2 separate regions of the Arachis hypogaea genome follow, and region 2 is linked to region 1. Evidence: chromatin contacts called from public Hi-C data. All regions are on one chromosome and are shown on one strand. Each heading gives the region's core, a stretch centred on a gene start, on an enhancer-like site or on the middle of the called end of the contact. The rest is flanking DNA. Distances are from core to core; before and after follow the strand shown.

Region 1 (7,861 bases), core at 1,735-4,234:
CCTGATCCAATTTCTCTCCAATTATTTATTCTGATACATTAAAATTATTCTCCAAGTAAACTCATTTATGTTTGCATACTACCTTTATGATAACACGGTCCATCACAGCAAAAGGAAATTGAACACCTCTCCCCCTTGGTGGTTCTACAACAGCTGAATCTCCAAAACCACCCTGTCCTATGCAAAACATATCTCATATTAAAAGATAAGGAAAATGTCAAAGCAACATATACATATACCTAAAAATGAGGTAAGATCCTAATCTCCTTTCATCCCATTTTCTCAACTTACAGAGACAGAAACATAGTTCAGAATGGAAACACACACCTGATCAAATCTCTCTCTTCGTCTTTTAGATGACCGGTAAAATTGTGACTCCTCTTCACGCCGATATGCCTGCACAGCAGCTCGAAGTGCTGGTCAGGGCAGTCAGCACAGGACCCACAAGAAATCAAGGAACAAATTAGGATTGTTAAAAAGGATATCACTAGTTATAATACATTTATTTGTCTTCACAAAATGAAGGTATCGCATATCCAGCATTTTGCATTTTCAATATATAAACTTTTTAGATGAAAGGTTTGCTTAGTTTTTGCTTAGTAAATGAAAGCATTGATGGAAGGGGAGTGTGTGTAGTTAGCAACTTAGTGCACTGCAAATACAGAAAGGAAGGTTTGGAAATCCTTTCAACTCTTCCTAGCCCATTTTTGTTATAGTACTTTTCCTTTTTGCGTACATTACATATAAGCAACATGAAAGCAAAACCCAAGTGCACAAAAAGTGATCAGCAAAAATTGAAATTAATTAGTATAGTATTGTTGTTCATTTAACTGGAACTTATTTGAGTATAAATAATTGAATTTGAACATAATTTGCTTACATAGGTTTTGAGATATCGATTCCTCGGATGTGGGTTGAGAACAGGTGCAGCAAGCTTTCTGAAAATGCATCACATGAACATTATCTTAGCTACATAAATACATGTGTTCCTGAATGAGAAAAGTCCTGAAGCATGATAATAAAAACATAAGTTGCTCTCAAAACTTCTACATTCTATAATATGTTGATCAGCAACTCAAATAATATGAAAGTAACATGATAAATTTTTTGCAATCACTATTCAATATCATTTTCTTTACAAACTTTGTTAAAAATTCCAGTTCCATATCCTCGAAACCAATTCAATAACCTTCCATGTTCTCAAAGGAAATGAAATTTGGAATCTATGAATCAATTTTGAGACTACTATTGTTTTACTTTTCCAGGACTTGCCATTTAAGTTACTCAGTACTACCATATTCTTATCTCCTATCCTATGTGACTCTTCATAAGTACTTATCCACAACATCCCAATTAGTTACTTTTACAATCCTGCATGTAGAGTCATACATGAGAGAAAGATGTTGAAAATTACCAGCTCCATAGTTAAAAACATTTTTCAGATGACTAGTCACAGAAAAGGTAAGTCCAAAAGTTACAGCATTTGATCGCTTAGAACCCACCATTCTAATAACATGCTGTATTCCACCTCCACCAAATGAATGCCCACAAGGTAATATCATGGCATCGTCCATAAGTGCACCTCTGTGTTTTCAGAAGATAAAGCAATCAAATCAAATAAAGCAAGCATAAGCCAGTAACAAGCCTTATTTAAAAGAAGAAAAATACAAATGCCACCAGTTTTGAACAAGCCGGACTGATTTTTTTGGCTGATGGATCAATCAACCATGTATAATTGTGCAAATGGTTGATATTCTGCACTTAAGTTTATTCATTTACCTCACACACTAGTTCTGCACAAGAGTCAATCTGCAAAATAAGTTAATCAAACTCAGAAAGAGACTTACGTGACAGGATCAGAAAGAATTGCCCTCAACGACTCCCCTGACTCGCTTGAAAACAGAACATCCTTTCTTCCACTAAACCCACAACCATTCTCATCCACCATAACTTTCTGCACAGAACCCGATCCTTCCGTGCCATGAAGATAATGTGAATAGTACTCATCACAATCAGTTTCAGCAATGGTTACAGCACTCTGTGATTTACCCAATCTCTCTCTCTGATGATGATCTTCATCAGTACCACTCGCATTGTTATGCACCAGCTGCCCCATATCACCATCCTTCCCAAACATTTCTCTAGTAGAAACTACAACAACTCAACAAAAACATCAAATTCAAAATCAAAATGCAATTGTACATAAAGCAAAAATTCAAAACTTGTCTCAAAATTCATACCATAAGACGAATGATGCTGTCCTTTCCCATTTGCCATCCGCTCTGCAGCACTAACACCACCCAAACTACCACCGCCACCACCGTTGCTACCGTTGCTACCGTTAATGTCAAGAATTGGATTCGAATTGCGCTTGCTTCCATCACCAACACCAACAAGCCCTTCATCACCTTCGACGTCATCGTCGTCATCGTCGTCATCGTCATCATCTTCGTCATCATCCCCGTCGGATTCGTCGCCGCTTGGAGTGTTGGCGCCACCATTCCTACTCCAATTGCGTGCGCCCGGCGGATCACGGCGGCCGGAGCAGTCGCCGTAGACGCTCCGGCGGAACTCAGAGCCCTGTGCGGCGAAGTACCGGTCGCGCTCCATGGAGAACATCTTGTCATCGATGAACCCACCAAGCTCCCGGGTCTTCGGGCCCGGGTCCCCGACCCGACGCTGCGGTCCCCCGCAGCTGAAACGCAAGGTTTCGTCTTGAAAAACGAGTGAGGAGCTGAGACCGGTTTCAATCCTCTGGTCGGGTACGAGACCTATGTCTTCGGAGGACATGGTGAGTGTGAAAAAGCTCCCTTTTCTTGGAAGTGCGAAAGGGAATTCTGAGCTAGGGTTTAGGGAAATTTTTGGCAGTAGTTGGTGCAAAACGGCGTCGTTTAGAGGGTGTTTGTGATTTTGAGGATCGAAAGGAGTAAAAAGTACTTTGATGAAGATGTATAATGACTTAAGCGCTTTACTGGAAGATGATTTCTACCACGGGTCGTGTTCTAAGTTGTTTCTTTTATTTATTCTGAAAACGACATCGTTTGGATGTGTTTCTCTGCTCATGTTCAAAGAAGCTATATTTTCATGGAATAAATAACTATTTCCAACAATAATTAGATGCGGATAAAATTAACCATAAAAGAATAAAATTAATATTGTGTTTATGAAAAATAAATTATGTTCGACTAAAATAATTAATTAAAATATTTAAATTATCTTCATTTCTTTCATTATCTTTAATTTTTTAAATTCTTCAACTTAACTCAATTAATAACAAAATTATTATTTTTTTTTCAAATTTTGAATACCATCAATATATGACTAGTATAATTACTACCAATACTACTACTATATTACTACTACTATTACTACTATCATTACTGTTAACACCATCATCAACACAACACAGCAACAAACAGAGACAAAAAAATGAGATAAAGAAGATAAATAGCAAGACCAACAAATAAAGAGCATGCGCTTTGTGGGAACAGTGATGAGAGGCGTGTGGCTCTGGGAGAGGTGAGTTCGAAGACGTCGCTTAAGTCCATCTTCCAGGTGTAGAGGAAGACTGATGTGGTTGGGCGGTTGAAAACAAAACCTCAACACAAGTAATTGCTTTACAATCAACACAACACACTGATCTTATATTATGAATGGAATGGATGATAACCATGATCGCTATACCCAATTTTGAGTGGCGTAACCACTCCACTGCTAGATTTGGCCAACTCGATATCTTTCTTATCGCCATCAGAAGGCCATGCGGCGTCCTTGCCCTAGTCTTGCTCCTCCCCGTCCTGATTTGGATCACCGTTTGCCACAACTACCTTTTGTCTCAGCGTCCACACCAGAAGTCAATTCTTTGCCATGGTTCAAATCCAGAGAAACCCTTAGGGTGATTTCAACATTGCTATCATGGGAACCTTAGCGGATACGACCGGCTCCAATGGCGCGGCAACGACATCATCGCGGTCGTTAATCATAAGGTCTGAAGAGGGATGAGTTGTAGACGACAATGAGTTCAGAGATTTGTACATTGATGTTCTCCAACCCTTCACTTCCTCATCCTCCACAGCCCAACCGCCAAAACTACATCACTCTCCCCCTGCACCTGGAAGAGAAATAGTGGAGTAGCCTCCAATGGTTATTTCTTCAGCTGTTTCGTGGAGGAGGAGGGAAATCGGCAGGTGGAGGCAAAGGGTCTCCTTGAGTGTGCACCGGAGGTAGGTGAGCTTCTTGAATTCGGACTTCTCGACCTGACGGTCCAGGCCCATAACTTGGGCTAGCTCTTGTTGAACAAAATCAACAGAAAAGAAAAAATGCTAAAAGAGAAAAGGGAGAAAAAGGCGTTCTCGGTGAAAGGTTGCCACCGCTGACAAAGAACGTAGAAAGAGACCCAAGGCAGAGAGGGAGAGAAAAAACAGAAGAGAGAAAGAATGAAGAAAGAGGCAACGGCGTGGAAAAGCCACCATTGCCGGCGTCGCCACCGCCTATCGCGTGTGGAGAAGAAAGAAAAGGGATCTGATAGCAAAAGAAAAAAAGGTGAGTGTATGTAGAGGAGGAGAAAATCTAACTCCGGAAGAGATGAAAAAAATGTTAAAGATAATAAAAGGGGTAATTTAGGTATTTTAATTAATTTTTAATGAAATTAATAAAATGGTAAAGTACTAAATTAGTCACCTACGTTTGGCGTAATCTTGTTTTGGTCCTTAAGGTTTAAAATGTCCTATTTGAATCCAAAAAAGTTTCATTTAGCTTCAATATAGTCCCAACGTGAGGTCAAAGTTAAATAATTAACGAAATATCCTATGTGACAGCAGTACAAGAACAAAGTCGATAATCTAGAGAACAAATACAAGCTTTAGAGGTACAAAATCAACAATAGATGCATCAATACATTTATTTATCATTCTCCTTAGTTCTATAGAAAATATTTCATTTAAATTGTAAGGAGAATGATAAATAAATGTATTGATGCATCTATTGTTGATTTTATGCTTCTAGAACTTATACTTATTCTCTAGATTATCGATCTTGTTACATCCTAATATTCAAATCCTTATGCTCGAGTCATAAGTCAATGATAATAAGGTGGTACGACTCTTAGGGTGGATTATAGTAAGAATATATATGTGTGTGTGTGTGTGTGTGAAAGAACTAGTAAACGAGAACCCTGAAAGGAAAACAAAATAAAATCGCGAACGAAAAGACACTCTCGTAAATAGATAGCAGACGAAAGGTAAAACACATGTCAGAAAGTGATAAGAATAAGATAAGAACAAGACGTATATATAAATATACATATATAACATGAGTAAATAGCCATTAGTCGCGACCTGCGAAGTTTAGGCCGACTAGGGTACAGAAATAAAATTAGTTGACAACAGTAATTTTCTATCTCTCTCAAAATACATCAAAGCCTCTATAGGCAAGTTTTAAAAGAATACATGCATACATCATAATTGGTTTTTCAAAATAAGGGGAGAGATCAAAAAGCACAAAACAGAATCAGATAGACTCCGCCGTCATCCAGACGAATCCAGCTCACTGCTGAGCACCAGGACCTGCATCTGAAAAACAGACAATATATACGAAATGAGAACTCCCGACCCATGAATTTTCAGTACGGTAAAAATGCTAGATAAATACAATGTATTATAACATAAATCTACTGAGCATCTTAAACTTCTCACCTTGTCATCTCCATCCTAAGTTCTCACTAATCTATAACTTGGCAACTATCATAGGGAATTCTAGTTCTAACCCAATATCTTTCATACTTTCACTACCTTCCAACCGAAATAGCCAAAGAACCAAACCATCCCTCAAGTAATTCAACTTTTAAGCAAACACAAATAATACAGACAAGTAATGCACAAGTAAGGCAAGTAAGACAATTAGCAAATAATCATGGAACATGTGGCAACGCAAGGCAATTAAGCATACCCAAACAATTCAAACATATGCATATGATGTATGTCTATCCTACGGGCCGTGAGCTCACGTGTCGGTTAGATCGCTAGAACCCGACACATCTAGTAGCTAACCCAGACATTTGTCTCTAGGTTGTGCATCTCTAGGAAGATCATAAAACGAAAGAGAGTGTCTCTCCACATCGAAGAAGCGTGCCTTTCCACCTTCTCCTAGAGGATATACGAAGGAGAGTGCCTTTCCACATCGAAAGAGCGTGCCTTTCCACCTTGCAACCAGAGAAGAATGTGGAGAAAATAATACGAAGGAGAGTGCTTTTCCACATTTCCCACATCCACGTCACGACAAGAAAGAGAATCCTCCGTCCTCAACTTGCCACACAATTCACATTATGACAAGAGAGGGAATCCTCCATCCTCAAATTGCCACACAATTCAGTTTTTCAATTAGCTCACAAGCGGGATCACACCTAGATCCTGCCATCTCGGCTATTCCGGCCATACCCAGTCATTGCCAGTCTCAACATTCACCCCCTCGATTCTAATTCAGTCACATCTTCGTACTTTTCATTCTTAATTCGTCACTTTCCAAACTTGCTTCACCCCCAAGTTATCATCCCTTCTTAGCTTCACCTTATCACTAGGCATGCCACTAAGGTCTAAGGCTAAAGAAATAAAAATAGAGGTTTAGAGGTTCAAAATTACATTTTAAAACACAAAATTCATGTTTGTTGAAACAGGGACCACGCGTACGCGTGGGAGTGCAATTTGCCTGTCACGCATACGCATTACCACGTCTGTATACGCATACATGCCAAACAGAAATGCCCATCCACGTATGGAGGGGTTTGCGTACGCATGCATTGCAGATTAGTCAAAAATGGGTAAGTCTGCAGAATTCAATTTTACACACCGAACTTCCAACGCGAATAACTTTCTCGTTTTAAAACATTTTTCATCCATTCTTCGAACAGCATAAACTTCACAAACCCAATTTTTATATGGAATAAGTTTGAAACAATTTCGGAGTTCGAAAGCCGAGTTATGACTCACTGAAGTTCAGCCAAAAATTTAATTTTCACAAAAGTTCATAAACCTCTATTTTTACCAAAAATCAAACTCAATATCAACTTTCTATACACATAAATAACACCACAACATACCAAATCAGCATCACAACTCCACATTCTATCAAAATCAATCATACCTCAATCTTGCATACAAATCCATCAAGCTTACTTCAATAATCAACAAAACCTCATGTTTAAACATTTATATATATTACTATCATTCATTCAATTCATCATATCATCAAAACATAAATCATCAACCATCACTTACCGTTCTTACCTCTTTCCAGTCTCTGGCCCAAATTCACGGTCTTCGGCCCAATATTTCATCAAATAAATTCATAACTACATAATTCACTATCTAATTCCAATTTCAATCCACACATCAACTCTGCAAAATTTCACAATCCTTATTCAATATCAATATCCTTCATTACACATATCATACCAATCATTCATACCATTCAAGATTAATCCTAGGGACACCTAACCTAGGAATTCACATCATATCACACGGTACTTAAATGAAACTTAAACCGCACCTTAGCCGATTCCTCGTAAAACCTGGAACGTCACAATTTGTCACCGTTCCACAAAACCTAAGCTTCCAAAATGTGCATCAAATAGAGGACTCGGCTACCACAACCCAAATTTCAGCTTTTCGACACCTCCAATTCCATCAACAAGCCTCAATTAACCCACAACTCAATCTAATACCAATAAACATTACTAACTCAATATAGATTTTATTATATCACAGATTTCATGAGAGTTTGGGAGTCCTTACCTTTCTCAAGCATCAATGGAGCAAAATCCAATAATTTCCTCAAGTTATTTCAAGTCTATAACATCAAAGAATAA
Region 2 (7,822 bases), core at 3,109-5,608, 780 kb before region 1:
CCAATTCATAATTGATTGATTCTTGCTTGAGTACTTTTATGCTTCTTTATTGCTTGTTTATTTGTCTTAACCAACAAGCTTCTTTAAAGTATATCAAGCACACTAGAATAAGTGAAGTGCATGCTTCTTTTGTGTAATTGTGACATAGACTTCGCACATTATTTTTCATCAATGTCACACTAATTCACTCACTTCATTTTAGTGATCATTACCTCATTCCAACAATTTATGCTCCCTTGCCTTTGCATTTACTTGTCTTACTATCCTGTTCTCTATCTTGCAGGATGATTCACCATAAGCAAAAAGGGAAGCAGAAGAAAGAACACACAGCAGCCGATTGATCCACCAGCTGAAGGTGGCAATCCGTGTAGTCATCGTACCCCCTTGCTCATCTTTGAATGCACCGAGGACGGTGCAAACTTTTAAGGATGGGGAGGTCATCCGACCAATCGGCCGTTTTTAGGTGAAAAGTTCTAATCCTAACACTTTTATTTTTTATTTTATTTTATTACTAGGCATTTTAGAATTCTTAGTTGCAGTTTCTTAAATTGCATATGTATAATAAGTTTAGTCAAAATAATAAAATTTTTCAAGAAAATTTCTTTTCATAGAGGGCATCCCAATTGATTTGAGTAAAATTTTTTATTGAACTTGCTTGAATTATATATTGTGGAACATGTTTTTGAGCTAAGAACACATAAGCTTGTGAGTTTTTTAGTCTCATTGTGTGGTTACATCATATAACCACTATTTCATTCTTGTGTGTATTATTCTCTTTCTATGATGTAATCTTTAATTTGTTTGATTTTTTATGTCCATTATTTTGTGTATGGATATATTTATATGATTGAGGCCATCATTTCATTGAGCTCACTTACCCAAATGGCCTTACCCTTTTATCCACCTTTGATTAGCCAATTTTGAGCCTATTTTAATCCCCTTTTGTTCTTAATTTTAGCACATGACTAGCCTTAAAGCCGAAAATCATGAATGTCCTTAATTTGCATTTTTTTATTAGCTTAGACTAGTGAAAGTGTGTATCATTTAAGTGTGGAAAAATTTGGGAACATTAGTAGAGATAAAAGTACATTTTTGTATTTTTGTTGAATATCTTAGGAATTCGGTACATACTCATGCATTAAATGTTTAAACCGTATGCATTGATACTTTTGTATATATTTTATTTTGAAAAAAAAGAGAGAAAAAAAGAAAAAGAAAAGAAAAGAAAAGAAAAAGAATATGAAAGCAATAAAAAGGGGACAAAATTCTCCAAAGTAAAGTAATAATAACAATGCATATATGATGTGAAATGAAGAGAATACATGAGTGTGTGAAAAAGTGAAGAATGGATAGTTAGGTTTGTAATTGAATTGTATAGGTTGTTATATGTGTTAGGTGAGAGTTTAAGTTAATCAAAGATTCGAATTTCAAGCTCACCTAACCATATATATCATTACCTTGACCCTAGTCCCATTATAACCTATGGATAAGTTCTCATGATATTGGTATACATGCATTGAATAATTGTTGATTGTTAGATGAAAAATAAATCTTAGAAAGCATGATTAGAAGATAATTGAGTGAATCAACCCTAAACACTTGAGCGTTAGAGTGTATACACATCCAATGAGGGTTCGATTACTCAATTCTATGTTTTTATCGGTTATTATTTCTTATCTTGCAAGTTTATAATTCTTTTCAATAACTCAATTTAATTGTGGATTTGATTTGATTATGATGGCCTTAGCCCTTGCGTTCATATATGTATTCTTGGAAGTTGATTTATTTTGACCAAGTAGTTGCATGCATGTAGATAGGTTGCATTTAGATAGTTTACATTGAATAAATATTGATACCCCTTTCTTATCTTTCTTAGTTTGGCATGAGGACATGCTTGGTTTAAGTGTGAAGAGGTTGATAAACACCAATTGTGAATTTTATCAACTTTTCTCACATTTATTCAATGAAATAGCATGATTTTGTAAATTTTTCTTAAATTGTGCTTCAGGGTGAAAACATGCTTTTTAGGCTCTTAATTTGCTAATTTTAATTCTCTTTAATTCCATTCGATGCCTTGATATGTTTGTTGAGTGATTCCAGTTTTATAAGGCAAGGATTAGATTGAATAAGTGAAGAAAAAGCATGCAAAGTGGAGAATTCATGAAGATATGAGGTTTTGGGAATCTGCCATACAACGTGTACGCGTGACCCACGCGTACGTGTGACTTGAAAAATCGCAATATGATGCGTACACGTGACCCAGGCGTATGTGTGACAAGCAGCACATGACTTCATTAAAGAAAACACATTGGGGGCAATTTCTGGACTTGCTGAAACCCAATCCAACTCATTTTTGAAGCTATTAGAGGCTAAATTCAAGAAGGAACAAGGGGAGAGCAATTAGGTGTAGAATAGAAATATGCTATAAGTTATATTCTAGAGAGAGAAGCTCTCTCTTCTCTCTAGAATTAGGGTAGGTTAGATTAAATTCCTCTTAGGTTTAGACTTTAATTCTTGTCTTGATTAGTTTTCTTGCAATTTCTTGTTGCTACATCTTTGCTCTTTTAGTTCTTCTTGTTAATTTCTTATTTTGGTTATTTTTATGTTTATGAACCCTTGTTGGATCTTGATTTTCTTTAATACAATTTTGATGTTTCTTTGTTTATTGATGTTTAATTGAGTTGTTATTATTATTATTTTGCATTTGGTAGTCATAGATTTTATTAATTCTTGTTATTTACCATGCTTTCTTTTTATACCTTCTAAGTGTTTGATAAAATGTTTGGTTGGATTTTAGTGTAAAATTTTGTGCTCTGAGCTTGGGTTGAGTCATTGGAGACTCTTGAGTTATCAAACTCTTTTGTTGCTTGGTGATTGAGGATTGCTAGTTGGCTCCACTAAAACTAATCTTTGATTAGGACTTGTGGATTAATGTTGACTTTGCTCACTTGATTTTCGTTCAATTGTTAGAGGATGACTAAGTGAGAGTAAGAGACAATAATCATCACAATTGAGGATGATAATGAGGATAGGAATTCTAATTCTCATTCCTTGCCAAGACTTTTTTTTAGTTGTTAGCTTATTTCTTTTGTTATTTACATTTTTGATTCATCATCTCAAAAACCCAAAAATACTTTCTCATAACCAATAATATGTACAATTCCCTGTAATTCCTTAAGAGACGATCCAATGTTTAAATACTCTCGATTTTTATTGGGTTTGACTTAAGTGACAAACAAATTAAATTTTGATTAAGGATTATTTGTTGGTTTGGAACTATAGTTACAACCGAATTATTTTGTGAAAATTCATAACCGACGATTTCCCTCCACAACTGAACTATATAAACAAAAAAAAAAAATACAATTAATGACACCAAAATTATATTGCTAGATTTTTTATTTTTATATTTTCTTATCACTATTGCAATCATTGTATAAATGCCAATATAAGTATATCACTAGATTTTTTGTTTTGATCTGTTTTTACTTTCTTCTCCGCGTCAACCAATATTTGTTGAGATAATAATTAGGTGATCCAATTTTGGGCCCTGAACACAACAGAACGAGTGAACAATTTTAATCAGATGCAGACATGCAGTAAACGATGTAGGCCAACGACAAAAACAAGGATGTTGCCCAACCATGTTGGTAGATCTAAGAGTTGTTGGGCTACACTATGCCCATTTAAGCTTTCCCATTTTCCAGAATCTCTGTAAATTTCATTATAAAAAATTCTCTGTAAATTTTAATTTAGTTGATCTACAGATATGAATTAATTTTTGCTAGCTGCCAATTCCAGAAAATCCTGCCACTGAATAAAATCAATGGAAGCATGAACATGGGTAATGTCTCAGCAAGGGGCCAACAATTCAGCAAAGTAGGTGAGGACAGTTAAACACTCAAACGGGCATTGATGGAGCTTGCATGGAGTTAAGGCAACCCAACGGGTACATGTGTCTATCTATGAAATTATTATGCAAAATCTGAAAGCCTAGGCCACTTTGTGGACCCTTTTCTTGGGCCCATAGATTGGACCTTTCTCTTCATTTGGGGTTAGAGTGGCCCATGATGTAGAAATCTAACCACACCTTCACATGCCACAACACCAAAGATTCATTGTAAAAATTCCCTATTATAGTCACATCCTCCATAGTACCTTGATGATAATTATATGTCACAATTCACGCTGTATGATTTTTCCCCTTAAATTTTGTATGCACGTTTGGCTTCTTTCGCAATCGTCTAATCCTAAACCGTCAGCTGTTTACGTCTTTTACATTCCATTATAAATTTTGTCTTTGAGATTATTATTAGCACACATAACTTCGTTTAATTATGCAACTTAATGAATTTTTTATTCATTTTAAAATCAAACAATAAGATGACTAAGAAAAGAATATGTAGCGTTAAATCTATTGTGATTGATGCCTAACCCCAAAACAGCAAAAGCCAACCTGAACAAGCTTCTTATTGTTTTTGGTTTATGATTACGATCTAAGAATGGAAAACAAGAAATATGAGTGAACATCTATTTTTATTTCTAACATTATTTCAAGTTAATGAGTTGAGTGGAGGAGTGGAAGAAGGATTTGGTGCTTAGAATAAGTGCTTTCTTTTAAATAATCTACTAATAATTTTTGATTAGGTGGGATCAGGTGCCATAATCAAAATTCCTCTGTTGATTCTTAAAAAAACGAAGAAGAAATATAAAATCAAATCAATCTGCATGTCATATCATACATATATCTCAGTGCAATAATAACCGCAAGTGATACACACACAAACCAAAAACACAAGTAGTAGTTGGTTTTGTTGTCATGCTTTCATTTCATAACATAATATCTATGTCCCAATAATAATATTGCCTCTGCATTTTTCTAAACACTAGAAACCACTCATCAACAACAACCACCACCACCATCACCTTATTGTTCTGCATCACAGTTTCGAGTCTCTTAATTTCTGTGCTCCAAAATCTAGTCCTAGTTTGCATGATGGCCTTTTGCTTATGTGGAACAAACTTTGATTGGATTAGAGTCCACACAGATCATTAAGTGAATTGAGAGCCATGTGTTTGAGTTTATGTCTCTGTGAGAAAAGTGATTGTGTTGGTTTTTCTCACCCTCAAAACAATCACATACTATTCACCACACCACCCATCTTTTCTATGATTCCTTTCTCCTTCTAACCAAAGATGCTTCTCTGAGACTCTTTATCTATTAAGAATCCTAACGCTTATTGCCCCAACTCAAAAAAGTTCCTTCTCTCCGCTCCTTCAATCCATCAAAAAGGGTACAAGAATTCTGAGTTCTTGTTTTTTGAAACATTGGTGTCTTTCAAACATGCATATAATGGCTCTTCACCATCCACACCGTTTATTACTAGACACAAGTTCAAGCTCTGGTGATGTAAATAGGACAAAAGATTCCTCCTTAGGCGACCCGAATTTCGACACCAACATGGTGATTATCTTGGCTGCTTTGCTCTGTGCACTCATATGTGCTTTGGGACTCAACTCAATAGTGCGTTGCGCTCTAAGATGTAGCCGAAGGTTGGCTTTCGAGACCCCGGACGAAGCAGCAGCGCGATTAGCGGTTAAAGGGCTGAAGAAGAGTGCTCTGCATCAGATTCCTATAGTTGTTTATGGTAATTCAGGTGCTACTAATAGTTGTATTAAAGCCACTGATTGTGCAATTTGCCTAGGGGAGTTTATGAATGGGGAAAAAGTTAGAGTGCTACCAAAATGTAACCATGGATTCCATGTTAAGTGTATAGATACATGGCTGCAATCACACTCCTCTTGCCCAACTTGTAGAAGGTGTTTGATTGAGCAACCAGCAACAAGTTCTGAAGTTGCAACTGTGGCTGTTGCTGTGGCTGCAGCTTCAGGAACAAGGAATAGTCATGCAGATAATAATGCTTCAGGAGGGTATCAACCTGATCATGTAGCTGTAGTTGTTGATGAGATTGGCTAGCTAGTTGAAAGTTGCTGCTTAACCTTCCACTTTGTTGGAATTCACTGATGGAGGGATGAGTAATTTGACTCATTCACATCTAGATCATGAGTGTTTGAATTTCATATTATGAATGGAGACATTGCTTTTGCTAATTTGAAAAGAAAAAAGGAGTTCATTAGAAAGAGGCAAGGGATGGAATAAATGAAGAGATAAGTATATTTTGCTTATGTATTTTTTTTTCAAACTTGAATTAGGATTTTAAGAACTTTTCATATTCTATTGTGTACTTGTATGATAGTGTGAAGAATTGAGGATATATAGAGGTAGATATTAGTGTAGAAAATTTAACTTGATTTCATATATGTTTGTGCATGTTTTCGGACATGATTGTAAATAGATTGAGAAGCAAGCAATGTGCAACTATTTGGGTTCTAAAATGGCATTTTATCTCCGGTAAATAAATATTGATGCTGAACTATGTTCAAACTCAGTTCAACTTTTACTTTAGTCCATAGTTCCTTATTCCTTATCCTTTGATAAGAGTTGTAGTGGATCTTAGGTGTAATCAAGGAATATTTAAATTGATATCATATATACTTGGTTCATGATCAACATTCGAATTGTAGAACTAATTCAATTTATATGACTGAGAATAAGAATGGCATGCGACTTGGCAATCTGTCTCAGAGTAGACACTAATGCTCCCTTTTCCCCCTCCATGTGGGTAGCATATTCTTCTCCAATAGAGAGAAATCTGCAAAGGTTGTGTGATATTATCAATGAAAGCTCTTAATTTGTTATGCCTACAAAGGAGATAAGTGTCATACAAAATACAAAGAATATTAAATATTGTATAATATATCCCAAGAGACATTAGTGTATATATTTACAAGTAAAACAAAATTGTATGTAACATTACCTAATATCATGTTTACCTTAAACTACGTCCTGAATAGCACCTCAGAAAGGCAGAGTGGGAAAATCTGATAACAACACTGAATGAGAAACTAGTCAATAAGCACAAAACACAAACGATAAGAACTCTAAAATCACTATCTTTACTCGTGGAAGAGATATATCCAGACTCTAGTCAATTATTATTATATTCAAAGTGTTCTGCATAGGTAGATGAAGGTCTAAGTTACTTTGATTCCAAACTTCAAAAGTAGAGAAATTACAAGGCATAAAGAGTAACAACATGCCAACACCCTTTAAAGTAGAGAACAAAATTTCGTTTAATGAATTGGGATTCCGAGTTTTGTCACGCCGGCACCATAGTGCTAATGAAATTTAATACATTATTTTTGTTCCTTTATAGTACCATTATCAATGAAACAAAACTTCAATCAGATTCTCTCCAATTTTTATCCACCATTTGGAAGTTGAAGGACTCGAGCATTTATACCAAATGCAAATTTTCATTTATCTTCTCCACAAGAGATTGTTGACAGGTGTGGCTAGAGCTAGATGCATATTGCATAGCATATATATATTGTTGTCAAGTCATAAGAAAAAATGTAAAAATTGAATTTTATTTTATTTTATGAGTTTTGCTACGTGTACACTAAAATCAGCTACTAAAGTCAGTCATCAGTATAAAATATATATTAAAATATAAATACATATTGAAAATAAATTAAACCACACATGTATTTACACATAAATATATTAGTAGCTAATTTTAGTGACTAATTTTAGTGTACACATAATATTTTTGTAATGAGATCAGCTATAAATTGTGCTCAAATTATGATGATAGATTAACATAACATTGATGAAGGGAACCAATGTCATCATGGTCATGGACATAAGGGAGACTAATCAATAATCATAGTCATGCAGTGCTTGTCCTATTCCTGTTTG

Evidence for each region. A called contact is a pair of places that touch in the nucleus more often than the background predicts.
Region 2: a Hi-C map of leaf shows a contact between it and region 1, with 1.7 times the contacts expected there. The contact joins the promoter of LOC112784977 here to the promoter of LOC112783743 in region 1. A contact is called at or near these places in 2 of 8 Hi-C or Micro-C datasets (both in leaf).

Annotation. Positions count from the first base shown.
Region 1 is chr20:102,819,647-102,827,507 of arahy.Tifrunner.gnm2.J5K5, reverse strand. LOC112783743 (U-box domain-containing protein 62) reads right to left here and starts at 2,984. Exons shown (of 8, transcript XM_025826792.3): 1 at 2,241-2,984; 2 at 1,848-2,151; 3 at 1,503-1,584; 4 at 881-938; 5 at 328-416; 6 at 83-172; 7 at 1. The coding sequence starts at 2,790. It overlaps LOC140182541 (a long non-coding RNA gene), which reads right to left. Exons shown (of 4, transcript XR_011878315.1): 4 at 5,274-5,570.
Region 2 is chr20:103,598,982-103,606,803 of arahy.Tifrunner.gnm2.J5K5, reverse strand. LOC112784977 (RING-H2 finger protein ATL74) reads left to right here and starts at 4,358. Exons shown (of 1, transcript XM_025828372.3): 1 at 4,358-6,396. The coding sequence starts at 5,345. The coding sequence ends at 5,977.